Regions from separate parts of the Zea mays genome. Here region 1 is linked to region 2. The links are chromatin contacts, called in public Hi-C maps. All regions are on one chromosome and are shown on one strand. Each heading gives the region's core, a stretch centred on a gene start, on an enhancer-like site or on the middle of the called end of the contact. The rest is flanking DNA. Distances are from core to core; before and after follow the strand shown. Region 1 has its middle 20 kb from the start of LOC100274345. Region 2 holds the start of LOC100857064 (probable WRKY transcription factor 51).

The links. Hi-C and Micro-C count contacts between places; a contact is called where the count stands out from the background.
Region 1: a contact with region 2 is called in a Hi-C map of leaf, with 2.5 times the contacts expected there. The contact joins the enhancer-like site here to the promoter of LOC100857064 in region 2.

The regions. Positions count from the first base shown.
Region 1 is chr5:195,049,008-195,051,707 of Zm-B73-REFERENCE-NAM-5.0, reverse strand. No RefSeq gene overlaps it. Among protein-coding and RNA genes, the nearest start is that of LOC100274345, 20 kb to the left of the region's middle. Within about 2 kb of position 1,272, at least 17 of the 20 cell types and tissues checked have an H3K27ac peak or open chromatin away from gene starts, as enhancers often do. A contact at or near this core is called in leaf, where this site is marked.
Region 2 is chr5:194,994,017-194,996,716 of Zm-B73-REFERENCE-NAM-5.0, reverse strand. It overlaps LOC100857064 (probable WRKY transcription factor 51), which reads left to right and starts at 1,429. Exons shown (of 4, transcript XM_020537772.3): 1 at 1,429-2,123; 2 at 2,259-2,308; 3 at 2,432-2,602. The coding sequence starts at 1,818.

The sequences.
Region 1 (2,700 bases), core at 23-2,522, 55 kb before region 2:
TTTTTCCACCGCGTTAACGGACACTGAGTCATCGAAGCAGTGATTTTGAAGCACTGCGCAGGTGTTGGATCGGACTTGGACAGGATCCAATCATCAAGCCAGTTGTCATGCCAGAAAGAGGTTGCTCTCCCGTTCTGAACTCGGGGTCCTTGTGATCCTTCGGTAGGCAACACGTTGTCACATGCACGTAAGCATGCATCTGGACAAAAAAACCTTCACCCAATACAGGGGCAATGGGGAAAAAATTTAGTGCAGCCGGCTGCAAACTAGAATGTTTACGGCCTCTCACAAAAAAGGAGGATTGATCCCACCTGCAGGTCCACCAGATAACGTTTTAGTTGTGTTATTGCTGCTGCGGGTGGGTCGGTTGGGTCAATCCTCCTTTTTTGTGAGGGACTACAAACATTCTGGTTTGCAGTCGGCTGCACCAATTTTTTTTCCGCAATGGATATATATGAGCAATGAAATGGAATGTGTTTGATGAGCTCTAGGCACCAATGGTTTGTAATAACCGTCTATCTGATCAACGGATAAACAAGTCATTTTTCTTTGTCGCTCTCCAACCGTATATTTGACCTCTATGTACTTTCAAAAAAAAGTTACTCTGGGTGTTAGACTGTGGTAACCCATAAAATTAGGCCTATTTACAGGTTTACATGAAAGCCCGCTTACAGCCCAGCCCTAATTATTTGACAACAAGCTATGGTACTTGCTGTGACTTTTGTCAACTTCGGGTAGTTTAGGATTTTTTAGGCACTTCTAGAGAGATACAGATATACTGTGTGCGTGTGCGGCTTGCGTTTATACATGTACGTATCCGATGAGTTTGTAGTACATGTATGTACTCTACTCATTTTTGAAATGAAAAAAAGAGCTGGATCTAACCATGTATATATGGCTATGGGTGGCCGTATGGGCAAACATGAAAGACAAGAACATAGGAGCTAGAGCGGGATGAAGCCATACCCATGCGTTCTTGATGCCCCAAAACCTAGATCTAGATAATAGTAATGCCGATATTACCAGGCCTGGCTAATAGCTAGGTAGTGCCTAGTGTAGTGCCTATACCTAGCTACCTGAAGAAAGGCTATGTAAAGCTACCTTTTTTTTTTGCTTCTTTTCATCGGGATATATAGGAGGTTTTGTCTTGCAGCTTGCACAATGCAAAAGATCGACACCCACCGGACACCGATGAAAGCAACAAGCAAGCAAGCTAGCTACGACAACGACCGAGGAGGACACATACATGCATGCATGCAAAAAGCGAGAGAAAACACGGGGAAAAAAGAGCATCAGGGCTGGGCCACACGTACATACAGAGACAGCAGCAGTACACGCGCCATGATTCGATCGAGTTTTCGTAGTACGCGCGTACGTATTTCGTTTCGTTTTCTCCTTGTTGTCACCTTGCGTCGTTTTGGCGGCCCGGCCTGCTCCATGCATGCACGCATGCTACCATATGCATCATATCTCTCCGACGCTGTCGTCTCGACGTGTGCGCGCAGTGGTAAGCTACGACACCGCCGCCACTTTAGGGTTTCTATTCTTTTGTTGCCGCTGCGGCCGCTGCTTGCCTGCGCAGGGCGCGGCAGAATATACGTACGTACGCAACTGTTCCTGTTCACGGTTATCAGCTCGCTCCTGATTTCTTGGGCACGGAGCAGAGCACGCCACCCGTGTGCGACTTGTCAATTATTTCCGTGCCAGCAGCACAGCCGACGACCCGGCCTGCCACTAGCTAGCTAGTTTTGGCCCTGTTTGCGTTTGGAGCCGGCCGGCGCCGTGGCGGCGACATAGGGAATCAGTGGTGCAGTTCAAATGTTGGTTTTGCTCTTCATGGGCTGTAGGCAGAAAAATCATGGTCTCATCGGGAGGCGTTTGCCAAAGATTATTCAGTTCTCAGTCGCTGCGCCGATGTGAAATAAACGGAAATGAACACCCTCTTAGAGTTTTTGGTCGGCGCCATAGCCTGGGAGCACCGGTAGACAACTCAATCTAGTCCTAGGCATCTGAAATCGGACACCTGAGATCGTTGCCTACTAGACGAGGCGGATTTCTCAGCCTGTGAACCAAACAAGCCTAGTACACATGCACTATTATTATTTGCACGATGACAGTGCATTTAGCATATGAAAGTTTAAACGTGAGCTGGGAATAAATATAATATGCATGAGCGTCATCAGCAGTACGTATTTGATGACACCGTACTATGTGCGCATCGGGGAGCAGTGGACCGTCCAGTGGCCCATACTACGGGGGACCTGAAGAAGAGGCTTTTGCAGCAGCTCGCAATGATAGGAATTCGCCCCCCTGCCTCCAGCAAACCGTGGCTCAATCTGGAAACATCAATGTGCGTGCCTGCAGCAGCAGCAGCTGCCACCAGCCATGTGTTTTGTTTGCCAGCATCTTTTGCAGCCCCACTTCCGCGCGCGGTACATAATTACCTGCTTCGCTTTCCAAGCCTCTTTTAGACCCTTTTCAGCATTTTGAAGAATAATATAATCAGCTAGTTGACCACAGCTACGATTGCATTGTATATCTGTTAATTGTGGCGTGTATCACTGTGCGATTTTTTCTGTCATTACTTGGTTTCAGTAAGAACTTATATATGCTCCAACCATATTGTTAGGGTTTTTTCCCCGTTTCATATTATTGTCAAAAAGTTTAGAGTGCAATTGTCGAGGTTAAAACTCTTCACCT
Region 2 (2,700 bases), core at 180-2,679:
CATCAAAGCTAGAGCAATTGACGAACCATAGATCTAGTCCTCTAGTTCCTCAAGGGTTTTGAATTGGTTGTAGGTCTAGGAAAAAACACAAAAAATAAGTTACATGTAGAGACTAGAGACATGGAGAGAGATAAATGAGATAGGAAAAAAAACTCGTATCGGTGAATCCGGAGCCCTAGTGTTGTTAGTGTCTGCTATCTAGCAAGGCTGATGACAAAGATGATACAGAGATAAAGGGGTAGACGAGATGAAGAGGACAAGGCTACATTGGAGGTCGAGGATTAGCAAGAGTAATGCCATGAGCCCTTGCCAATTAGTGGTGGCGGGGAGCAACACCCTACCTATCGGGTGGGGGCACGAAGATGATATCTCACAAGAGAGGTAGGTAGCTAGAGTGAGAGAGGAGATATAGAAGCAAGAGAGGAAATGAGTTATGGTTCCACGAGAAGGAGGGAGCAGGGGTACAACATCGTTATATACCTCTGCCTCCTAACCGGCAAATCAGCAATTGAGAGGAGAGGGGGACAGGGGCATCAACAGCAAGTGATACCAAGCGTCATGCTGCTTGTATGATAACTTTTTAGCATGTGCCATGTCGAGGTCGACATTACGTGCTGACGTGGTGGTCTAGACATGGTTGATGGTCCTATCAATATATCATGTTTTGCACAGAAACTAGGGGTCTTAGGTCGATCCATGCTTGAGCCGTGTTTTTTAGTGTCATATTATCTAGACTGCCGGGCCTGTTTTGCCAACTTCAGGGCAAATGGCACTATAATGGAAAGGTTAGAGAAATACTAATGCTTTTGTAGCGAAATAATGTGGTTCGTCAATTGCTCTGGCTTTGCTAGCTTTTGGGAGGATAGTTTTTCCACCTATGCAAGTTAAAGCGATAGAGCTAAATGGGTGGTCATTTTTTGGGAGGATAGGTGGAAAAGCTAGCAAAACCTGCTCTGAACACGTACCCAAGACGGTGATGATTCAAAGGAGATGCCGTATTGAAATGTGCGCACTACAGAGACACTGAAAACGAGTGAACCGGCCGGCCAGTGCATGATCTTTTTGCGAGGAGAGCATCCCTAGCTAAAAAGGACATGCAGATATGGGTCGATTGGGCAATCGATCGCAGGGCAGGGGGACAAAAGGTACAATCAGTGCTATTCCTGTATGCCAAACAATCGCTGAAATAGTATACGGGCCGCCTGAAAAGCCCTTGCCGGTTGAGGCGCCACTGAAGACGCAATTAGCTTGGAAAGCTGATCGAGACAGAAAAGCATATGCATATGCATGCAAGGAGCCAGCAACAGCCAAGGACTGAAACACACGGCCCAGTTAACGCAACGCAAGACGCAACAGCATTGCAGCGGGATTTTCCTTTGTATCAAACCCACGCATCTATGATACACTCCTAGCGAGATGAGATAGGTGAAAAAAAGAGAGGCATATCTCTGGCACCACATGAAAGCTGCAGATGAATTAGCTAGCACGACCTAGCTAGCTGGGGCCTGGGACAGGCCAACAGCTAGTACTGAAGCAAGTACTGTACACACGGCACAATCTGCGCTAGAGGCCCAGGGCTAGCTTAGCTTGCTCCGGTATCCATGGTCCTCGATCCTCAAGCGGCCATATAGCCCGCCCCACACCACCAACCACTAACCTACCTCAAAGCATCATCGTCGTCAACCTCAACCTTATCATGCACAGTTGACACCGAAAGGAGAGAGAGACCCATTCTATCCTGCTGCGAATTCTGTGCCCCGCCCGCCCAACCAAGAACCGCACTTGCATCGTCCAGATCGATCATCGCTAGCGCATATATGCAGGCATATATGGAGGGAGGCCAGTTGTTGGGGGCTTGCTGCCTTCCTGGCTTCCTTGTGCCGGATCACTACGCCGCCTTCCCTCTTCCTCTCCCGCTACAACTTCCTAGCCAGCCAAACGATAATAGGCTTTTCCAGATGCCGTTTGACCAGGAAGAAGCCGAGAACCATGGCGGGATGCTCTACTCCGACCAATGTGGACTATACCCGCTGCCGGCCTTCGGCAGCTGCTCTGCTGCCGCCGGCGCAACAGCGAAGCCTACTGCTGGTTTCATGCCCAGTACTATTGGCGCTGAGACGAAGGTGAGGTGAACTAGCTTGCTTGAAGGTTTTTCTGCATAATATACGATTAAGCTCGTAGTCCTACTACATATATGTCGACCGGCGTCCTAATTTCTTGCTTGTTCCTTATGAGACGTTTCTTTCTTCCGCATGCAGGTCTGCACCTCGCTGACTACTAAAGGTTGCAACGAGAGTAATAGCACATGGTATGCTCTCCCTCTCCCTCTCTCTCTCTCTCTCTGTAATGTTTCTTGAACTAAACCTTTGGCTATAGTCCGTTAGGGTTTGATGGTGTGTGTGGAAGCTAAGCGTGGCGTGTGATTGTGCAGGTGGAAGGGGTCAGCAGCTACGATAGCGGAGAGAGGGAAGATGAAGGTGAGGAGGAAGATGAGGGAACCGAGGTTTTGCTTCCAGACCAGAAGCGATGTGGATGTACTGGATGATGGCTACAAGTGGAGGAAGTACGGGCAGAAGGTTGTCAAGAACAGCCTCCATCCAAGGTATCGATCTGCAACCCACATCACATTCCATGAATTCGTGTCGTAGAGGTTGTTATCCATGAGACCATGACTAGCTCTACAAACTGTGCACACTCCGT